Regions from separate parts of the Arabidopsis thaliana genome. Here region 2 is linked to region 1. A link is a contact called in public capture Hi-C data. All regions are on one chromosome and are shown on one strand. Each heading gives the region's core, a stretch centred on a gene start, on an enhancer-like site or on the middle of the called end of the contact. The rest is flanking DNA. Distances are from core to core; before and after follow the strand shown.

The links. Capture Hi-C pulls out chosen DNA fragments and counts their contacts.
Region 2: a capture Hi-C map of seedling shows a contact between it and region 1, with 4 times the contacts expected there. The contact joins the promoter of AT5G34930 here to the promoter of PAP26 in region 1. A contact is called at or near these places in 1 of 26 Hi-C or Micro-C datasets (root) and 1 of 3 other capture datasets (seedling).

Annotation. Positions count from the first base shown.
Region 1 is chr5:13,109,372-13,114,525 of TAIR10.1, forward strand. PAP26 (purple acid phosphatase 26) reads right to left here and starts at 2,285. Exons shown (of 9, transcript NM_122874.4): 1 at 2,012-2,285; 2 at 1,478-1,878; 3 at 1,294-1,405; 4 at 929-1,155; 5 at 443-581; 6 at 56-276. The coding sequence starts at 1,846.
Region 2 is chr5:13,231,161-13,236,314 of TAIR10.1, forward strand. It overlaps AT5G34930 (arogenate dehydrogenase), which reads left to right and starts at 2,197. Exons shown (of 2, transcript NM_001344090.1): 1 at 2,197-3,368; 2 at 3,462-4,599. The coding sequence starts at 2,281. The coding sequence ends at 4,362. It overlaps GUS3 (glucuronidase 3), which reads right to left. Exons shown (of 9, transcript NM_180762.3): 9 at 4,581-5,117. The coding sequence ends at 4,752.

The DNA.
Region 1 (5,154 bases), core at 1,035-3,534:
TAAACACAATGAAACATATATATTCTATGCGGAGCTTATGGTAATACGAAAGTACCGATCTCTCGTAGGCATGAACATGCCCAGCAAAGATTACATCAACTTTGTGTTGGACAAACCACTCCTCAAAAGCTGCTCGCATGCTTTCACCCTCCATGAAATGTGCTTCATTACTGTTGTATATTGGGACGTGCATCAAAACAATTAGCCAAGGTGTTTTCTCCCTATCAACTCTTGTAAGCTCTTCACTAAGCCAGTGCCATTGCGGGGTATACTTCACTGTACAACACACAGAAAGAGTCATGCTTAACCACTCATTTGGGTAAATCTTTTACTTATAAGAAAGAGTCATGCTTAACCACTCATTTGGGTAAATCTTTTACTTATAAAGTAAAGAACAAAAAAGTTAGAAGCAGGGGATGTTGTTGAGCAGTTAAGGTATTACCAAAAGGCGAATAGCTGGAGAGGACAATGATATGAGCAGATGCACGCCTAACAGCGTACCAAAGAGGACTGCTACTTTTTGAGGCTAAGTAAGGCGTAGTGTAACGCTGAAGGTAATTCCTGAAAGGTGTCACCTCCCCCTGTAAATGTTTTACATGTTTGAGAACTCTTAGGAGAAGCAAAAACAGAAGTCAAGCGCACAATCGGAATAGAAATTACAAGTAATAGCTATAATGAATTTTTCATTTTCCTGTCCTATATTTAATCATATCAAAATTCATGTAACCAGTTCATTTATATCTTCTAATCTTCAGCATACTTTCTTAAGAACCTTTTCCATTGATCTGTCTGAGAAACTGTTAAAATGCAAAAACCGTAGCAGTTCGAACCACTCACTATTTTAAATTCCATAGGAGTCGAATTTATGCATAACCTATATGTTACTTGGCTAGGTAGAAAGTAAGTATAAGATGAATCAGATATTAACCATGTATGGCATGTAATCTACTTCATGATTTCCTGCAGACCAAAGCCACGGTTGATAAGCGGTACTACGCTCCACAAAACGACCCCAGCTATCCCATCTCACACCAACGTCATTATACTGATATCTATCAGCATAAGAAAGATCTCCAAGAAATAAAACAGCCTGAGCTCCACTCTCCATGTAATGTTCCAACGTGGATAACGAGTTGAATGTCTGACCCATATCGCCTACAATTCGTAAGTAAAACTGAGTTTGGCTAGTACAGAGCTAGAGAAACAAGTCAAGTAACTCTCATTGAAACAATACTACAAACTACCTCTGCAATGAATCTTAAAGCACAGTTGCATTTAGATCAAACTACTAACCTATAATACCAAACTTGTAGGAAGCATCTGGATGTACATGTGGTGGTGTAACAAACCAAAACTCTCGAGAAGATTCACCGCTTTCAATCTTGTAATAGTATTTTGTATCATGCTGATAACAAAAAAAGAAAATCAGCATTTGTATGTAATCTAACCACCAAATATAAAATATAAACTCAGATACCTCAAGGTCAGAGACAAGGCAGTGATGAATAAAGCCAGACTTATACTTGTAAAACGTGTAGTTATGGTAAGTCCCTTGAGCAACAAACTCATATTTCCCCTGAACCGCACCGTAATGTACTTGGCTAGAACCAGGTTCATCAGGTGTAACCCAAGAGATGATAACAGCTTTACCATCATAATCACCTTGAGTTATGTGTACTTGTTGTGGTGCATTATATCCTTTTGGGACTTTGAAAACATGATGATCAAGTGGTATATCAACCGCAGGCCATTCAGATCGAATAAAACTACTTGTGATTCCAGATTCTCCTCTATATAACAACAATACTGAGCTCAAGAACACAGAGATTATCACCAAATGATTCATCACGTCACCAAATCTCGACTCAGTTTTTTTACCTGTAGCCACAAAGAATCGCGAATCTGAATGTTGATTTCAAATCTAGAATGAAGCAAATCTTAAGATACAATCTGAGAAATTCGTTGTGATTTTAAGATCTGAAGAAATCGAGAGAGAGGTTATGGATATTACCTGAGAGATGAAGGAGATGACATTTGGGAGATTATCGTCTCGATGACATTAATAAGCCCGTCGGATATGTATGAATGAGCTATCGAAGAAGGTGACCACATACGTGGAGATTTATGATTGGTTGAGGGAAATGGATTGGGTCTTAAGCATTAAAGTGCATAACGTAACCTTTTAACTAATTTGATATTCTTAGAAATAGTTTGGTGTCAAGAAAAAGTTTGGACTCAAGACTTCCACGATATCGCTGGAGAAAAAGTTTCTAAGAGCATCTACGACGCAAAGTTTTTAATTTGATTTTTAAGTTTAATTATATTATATATATATATATATATAAAAGTAGGATATAATACTTCAGTTTCAAAAATATAATAGTTCATGCGGAAAAATATAAAAGAATTGATTTGGCTATATATGTCACCAAAGAGTAGTTATCTTTTTCGGTCAAAGGTTTTGATTCAAAAAAGAATTTCACAGTTATGAGTGTTTGAACTGGAATAGTTTTATGATGGGTGACCTTCCGATAAATGATTGTCGGAACTATGCGAGTGAGGATAAAGCAAGAGAAAATATCATGTGGTAACAAGTCTTTAAAGCTTCTCGGACGTGGCATACCGACCGTCGGACAGGGGTGTGCTCATGGGGCTGAGAGAGGACGTAGGATCCACATATAGGAACGGTCGGGGCGTTAAATAGGGCTTCACTCTCCTTTTATTAGTCTATTAGAATAGTTATTAGCGTAAGGCGCAGCAAGCCGGCAAAGATATAATGGTGATAAGAAAAATAAATTAAGAATTTTAGATTTATTTTAGTGAATTTAAAAAGTGCCAAACTTATTACCCAAAATATATGAAATATTTACTGAAATGTTATAGAAAGTTGGAATATTGTTAGAATATCATACATTCTCTAAACATTACTTATATATTTTGTGCAATTGTGTAATTAAAATTAACACTCTTGATTAGTTTTTTTTAATTAAGATTTTTTATTATTATTTATAACTAAAAATGATTAATGAAAATTATGATAATCCACCTCATTAAGAGGAACGTTTTGGTTTCCCTCCCTGTTATTGTTTCGCAGCAAATTTACATGTTACGGCTGAATTATAATGCTACACATAAGATGAAAGGTCGCGGAAATCTACATATTACGGCTAAGTTATTACGAATATACATATTTTTCATAGCCTTGTTCGAGAACATGTAGCTCAGCTTTAACTGATGGCTCAACTCATTCAAACCATAGTCATCGAACACCAACTTTACAAGCTTATCGTGCGTTCTTTCCGCATAAATTTGCACAACTCTTCACCCTCTATCGTTAGTGTTAAATACAAATTCTTTACCCAGTTACCACAAATAACAATTTCTAGAACCGGATTGATTATATCGGGCGAAGGATGTAAGAAAATGAAAAAGAATGAGGAAGACGATGACGAATTGGAAGTTCCAGTGATGTGAAAAACTCAGGTGAAAAAGACGAGTTGAAAAAAAGATGTTTCGTATTTCTTTTAATGATGATGAAATGAAATGTTACATCGACGTAATTTTTTAATTGATGAAGTAGCAAGTAAGCCACCAAACAAACATGAAAATTTGCCTAAATAAATTAGCCATTAAACAAAACTAGAAGTCAGCCGCAACATGAATACTATTACAGTAATTAAAAAACAAAAAAAAAACGACAAGTTAATTCAGTCGTTTAATGTTGTAACTCAACCTACAATCTTTAACTCATCTGTATTGTTTAATAAGTCGGTCGTAATTGCTTGCTATTAAAGTAATTAATCTTTTGCTACTAAGTCAGCCGTAACTAGGCCGAGTTATCCGTTAATCCAGCTCATTACGGCTGATTTATGACACTCGAACATAAATCAGTTGTAAGGACATCCCATAACTAAGCCGTCTTTGATAACTCAGCCAGTCGAAAAAGTTAACTCAACCGTGTCAAGAGAATAACTCAGCCAAAGTTTTGACAATCAACCATTAGGTAAAAACTCAGTCGTAACTTAGGCTGGGTTATTCTTGAAATTCTCATAACTCAGACAAATCTCTTTAAGTCAGCCGTAATGTAGGTTGGATTATCTCATAACTCATAAAAATTTTCATTAAGTCAACCGTAATTCTACGCTCAGTTATACTATAAGTTAGCTGTTTTCTCATAACTCAGCCATTTTTTCTTAAATCAGCCGCAACATATCGTAACTCAGCCGTCCCTGCCATTATATTATTTTACGGCTGAGTTCATTAATACATGTCAGCGATTACTGACGTGGCGACGCGGTTTTGCTAACATGGCAATGAAACTGAAAAATCGATTTGGGGATTTAGGGATTTGAAGATTTGGGGATTTTGAGATTTAGGGATTGAAAAATCGAATTGGGATTTTGTGGTTTGTGTTAAGCACAAAACGACGTCGTTTTAGATAATAACGAAATGATTAACTTCTGTTATCGTTTCTGTTAACGACATATAACGTTGTGGTGTTTTTGGCTTTTTGGCCAAGTCAACGTTTTTGTATTTGTAAAATGGCTGGTCAACATTTTTGTGTTGTTTTATTTGGCCACATACGAAATTCACGTATTAAATGGTCAACATTATCATATACACATGATATATCACATGAACAAACTAATATTTTAAGTTTAGTTATAGATAGTTCAAGATTACCTATTACATATATTTTTATGGGCACATATCGCTAGTGTACACTACTTACCAAAATTCATAATGCATGAAAGTATTTTACTAACGGCTAATATCGCTAGTGTACACTACTTATCTCACCAACAATCCATGAGGGTAAAAAGTATTGTCACCAAAAACTATTTCCCAAGATTTTCTTTCGATGAAACTAAATTAAAAGGATTACCGACTTATAAATCTCTTTTATTCAAATTAGAAAACATGCTTATATTGCTCACTAAGATCCACATCTAATCAAATCAATGATAATCAATAAAATATTTCTAAAACACTATTAAAATCTCGAGAGATTGAAAACACATAAAAATAAAAAACACGTTAAAAAAACTGATCATTGTAAAGTATACGGTCATCTTAACACAAGCAAAAATATTAATCCATCAACATTGGATAAACAGACTAACAACATTTAGAATCAAGCAAATCTGAATAAAT
Region 2 (5,154 bases), core at 947-3,446, 120 kb after region 1:
TTTCTAAAATTCTATATTTTATTCCAAAATCAAATAATTTTTTTTCCAGGAATTGATTAATTGCTTAACCCATACAAGAGCAAATTGAGGAGAAAGATGAGAAGATGATGAAGAGAAAAGATAGTTGAGCAATGGAGGAAGAAGAAGTTGTTCTATGAAGAAGAAGAGGAAGTGTTGTGAAGAAGAAGAATTATGACTTTAGTCACAATTGGATTAAGAGGCTATTGGGGTAGAAGATAAGTAAAGCCCAAATAGAAGTTGGTTTGTTTTGTTTAATAGAAAGTTGAAGCACCAGTGATGTAGATTGGAGAGAAGAAGCGTCTAATGTATTGAGCTTATATTTTTCTAATTTGTTTTTTTTGGCCCATCTCTAACTTAACCTCCCTTTATATAATAAACGTAAAAGTTAAATTAAAACCTAATAAAAAACGAGATAAAAGGTATTGTTATCGTAATTATGATTTTTTTTTCCAAAATAAAAAACTAGAAGAAATAGTAATTAATGTGTATCTACATATATATTTTTGCAGCCATTTTGTGAAATAAATCCTATAGTTGGAACTTATTTACAATAGGTGCCACTGGATTTTAATGTTTGTTTTTGATAATTAGAAAAAAATCTTCAAATTAAATATTTGACATTTAACAATCTTCCCTAAATCTCTCCACATTAACTACACGATTAGTTACTAAAATAAAACTTCCAAAATATTTAATATCATTTAATTACTACAAAATAAATGGTTTTTTTACGGGACGGATTGGTGGGACGGGTTTGACAGGACGTTACTTAATAACAATTGTAAACTATAAAATAAAAATATTTTATAGATAGATACAATTTGCAAACTTTATGTATACTAACTTTAGAAAATAAATTGTTTCCGCGGTGTACCGCGGGTTAAAATCTAGTTTTGTAATACAACCGTAGTTTGTTGTTTCCAAAATGTTGTTCGCATTGTGTATAATGATAGCTTATTGTCTAATTGTTGTGATCTGCTTCTTTTTTCATGTTTTTATTTTTACTTTTGAGTTATACATATAGATTAACATATATGTCAATGTTTTTTAACCCGACTCGCACGATGAACCGGACTACTTTCGTGATCACCGGTTCATTGAGTCAATCCAGTTCGATGACGGGTCAATTTCTTAAAGTTTTTTTTAATGTTACAGAGATTATATAGTTTTTATATATAAAAGATATATCATATTTAACAAAGTAATATATTTAACAATAATAATAAAGTGATTAATTTTTTAAGTCCAACTAAAGTATAAAGCCGTAACAAATATGAAAATAGTGGAGATCACCGATGACATAAATAAACTAATAAAACATCGCGGATTTAAAACAACGAATCTCGATTTTCTCTCTCATCATTTCATTCACTCTTAAGGCGGGATTGTGAAGTCTTCATCAATTTAAAACATCAAATGAGTATATGAACTAGAAAAAGTTATAAAAATAATATAATATAGTCTAAAATCTTTTATTTTAGACTTTTTTTCCGAGATATCCTATGTATTTTTTTTTTTCTTCATTAAAGTTTCTAATTTTCTATCCTCTTGGTTTTTGTTCTGTTTTCATTTTCTTCCCGTTGTCTCCATGAATTTTTTTTTACTTTTTCCTCATAAATTAATTTTAAGCTGTGTTCTAAAAAGCGGTTTAGGCGGCACTACGCTCTTAAGTGACTCGTAGACAACCGCTTTGACCGCCTAAATTTGCATAAGTTCCGGTTTACTGTATTGTTTTTTATTTTTAACTATATAAAACTTTCTTATAAGTCTTAACTCAATATATATTCTTTGATATGAATTTAACTAATTTTTGTTTATGATTTAACATTTTAATTTTTCTAATAGATAGTTATATATAATTTATTATCTATAATATTATATTCAATATGTATTATATTATAAACTTTTAAACTGTATAAAATCGTCTAAACTCCTATTAAGCATTGTAGGCGTTAGGCGCTATGTTACCGCCTGCCTAGCGTTTTCTTCGACACTGATTTTAAGTAACATTTCGAGCTAGTCTCATTAACGCCTCTATTTATATTTGATAATTTTACTAATTCATTTTTTTATCTTGATTTGAAAGAAAAATGTTCAGTGGTAATATGATTAGTAAAATTATAAAAAAATTTCTTTCTTTTATTAAATACAAAAGTTCTTAAAACGTGCAGACTTGAAGATCTCCACAAACCTCCAAAAGTCTATTCAAATGGCAGAGACAGTTGAATCCATCATCATCATCATCATCGTCTTCTCCAAATGATCTTTCAATCTCATTCTCATCATCTTCTTCTCTATCAATCCTCATCTTCCTCCTCCTTCTTCTTCCTCCCAAAGCTCATCACCAAACCTCCTCTCTCCCTCTCATTTACCTCTCTTTCCTCAATGCTCCCTTCTCTCTCTCTCTCCACCGCCAACCGCCACCTCTCCGTCACCGACACCATCCCTCTTCCCAACTCCAACTCCAACGCCACCCCTCCTCTCCGTATCGCCATCATCGGATTCGGAAACTACGGCCAATTCCTTGCCGAAACCCTAATTTCTCAAGGCCACATTCTCTTCGCTCACTCCCGATCCGATCACTCCTCCGCCGCTCGCCGTCTCGGTGTCTCATACTTCACCGATCTTCACGATCTCTGCGAACGTCATCCTGACGTAGTCCTTCTCTGTACTTCAATCCTCTCCATAGAGAATATTCTCAAAACGTTGCCGTTTCAGAGACTCCGTCGCAACACTCTCTTCGTTGATGTTCTCTCCGTTAAAGAGTTTGCTAAAACTCTTCTCCTTCAATACTTACCTGAAGATTTCGATATTCTTTGTACACATCCAATGTTTGGTCCTCAGAGTGTGAGTTCAAATCATGGCTGGAGAGGATTAAGATTTGTGTATGATAAAGTTAGGATTGGGGAAGAGAGATTGAGAGTCTCAAGGTGTGAGAGTTTTCTTGAGATTTTTGTTAGAGAAGGATGTGAGATGGTGGAGATGAGTGTTACTGATCATGATAAGTTTGCTGCTGAATCACAGTTTATAACTCATACTCTTGGTAGGCTTTTGGGGATGTTGAAGTTGATATCGACGCCGATTAATACGAAAGGGTACGAGGCGTTGCTTGATTTAGCTGAGAATATTTGTGGGGATAGTTTTGATTTGTATTATGGGTTGTTTGTGTATAATAACAACTCTTTGGAGGTGTTAGAGAGGATTGATTTGGCTTTCGAGGCTTTGCGTAAGGAGCTTTTTAGTCGGCTTCACGGTGTTGTGAGGAAGCAGTCTTTTGAAGGTGAAGCAAAGAAAGTTCATGTTTTTCCAAATTGTGGTGAAAATGATGCTTCTTTGGATATGATGAGGTATGTAGTTAGTTAGTTAGTTACATTGTGTGGTTTGATGCATTTTGGATTTGGTTTCTTATTGTAAATAGTTATCGATTTGTGATCTTGCAGGTCAGAAGATGTTGTTGTGAAGTATGAATATAACTCCCAGGTGTCTGGTAGTGTTAATGACGGTTCGAGGCTCAAGATTGGTATCGTCGGGTTTGGAAATTTTGGACAGTTTCTAGGTAAAACCATGGTCAAGCAGGGTCACACTGTGTTAGCTTATTCCAGAAGTGACTACACTGATGAAGCAGCAAAGCTCGGTGTTTCGTATTTTTCAGATCTTGATGATCTATTTGAAGAGCATCCTGAAGTTATTATTCTCTGTACGTCAATCCTTTCGACTGAAAAAGTTCTCGAGTCACTACCGTTTCAGAGACTGAAGAGAAGCACACTTTTTGTGGATGTACTCTCAGTAAAAGAGTTCCCGAGGAATTTATTTCTTCAAACTCTCCCACAAGATTTTGATATTTTGTGCACGCATCCTATGTTTGGGCCAGAGAGTGGTAAAAATGGATGGAACAATCTTGCCTTTGTGTTTGATAAGGTTAGGATTGGAATGGATGATAGAAGAAAATCGAGGTGTAACAGTTTTCTTGATATTTTTGCCCGTGAAGGATGTCGTATGGTGGAGATGTCGTGTGCTGAACATGATTGGCATGCTGCTGGATCACAGTTTATCACACACACAGTGGGAAGGCTTCTGGAGAAGCTGAGCTTGGAATCTACTCCTATAGATACCAAAGGTTATGAGACATTGCTAAAACTGGTGGAGAATACTGCTGGTGACAGCTTTGATCTGTACTATGGACTATTTTTATACAATCCTAATGCAATGGAACAGCTTGAGAGGTTTCATGTGGCTTTTGAATCATTGAAGACACAGCTCTTTGGACGACTACATTCTCAACATTCTCATGAGCTAGCTAAATCATCTTCCCCAAAGACAACTAAGCTATTAACTAGCTAAAGTTAATATTCTCTCAGTCATGCTCCTTGACTACTAATTATACTGTTCTACTCAATACTCAATATGGTGGAAATCGTTTGGTCTTTGAAAGGCTTTGATGTAAGTTTCTTTCTTTCTTTGTAGCTTTATTTGACCCTTTTGTGGGTTTGTTGTGTCTTTTGTCCTCGATACGGGCTTCACAGTCCCAACCAGTTTGAATGTTAAACAGAAATAAAGTGCAGACAAGATTTTGAGTTTGGAAATTGTTTCACTTATTTTATTTGGTTCAAATACTTTGAACTCACAGCTTTCAATGCTTATAGGTTTATGAAAGAAAGGTACGCTTCTTTATTTTTCTCTAATCAAATAACTGAATGAAGGAACTGTCTTAAGTTCCATATGCAGCTACCTTAAGCACATGCAGGTACAACAACATTCCGCATATGCACAAACACAATGGAATATGGAGCTATTGTTATTGGCTCTGTTGAATTTATATGTATCGGCTCTATAGGAGGTAAATCACCCATCGAATTAACCTGAAGAGCATTTCCGTTGAGTAGCATAGTCTGACTGTGTAGGTTTCCATCCTTTGCTGTCAAATGGTACTCTTCTCTTTGGATTACTCCATTAGGACCCCCAAAAAGTTGGGAACTTGCTCTTTTATAAGACTTCATGTGCTTTGTATGTCTCAGACTGAAACTGTTATTTAACTCTACTTTCGCTACAACCGTTGTAGTATTGTCAAGGTTCATCAGTAAAACTGTGATCCCTTTCTGCATGATGAAACTTTAAAAGTTAGATCGGAATTCA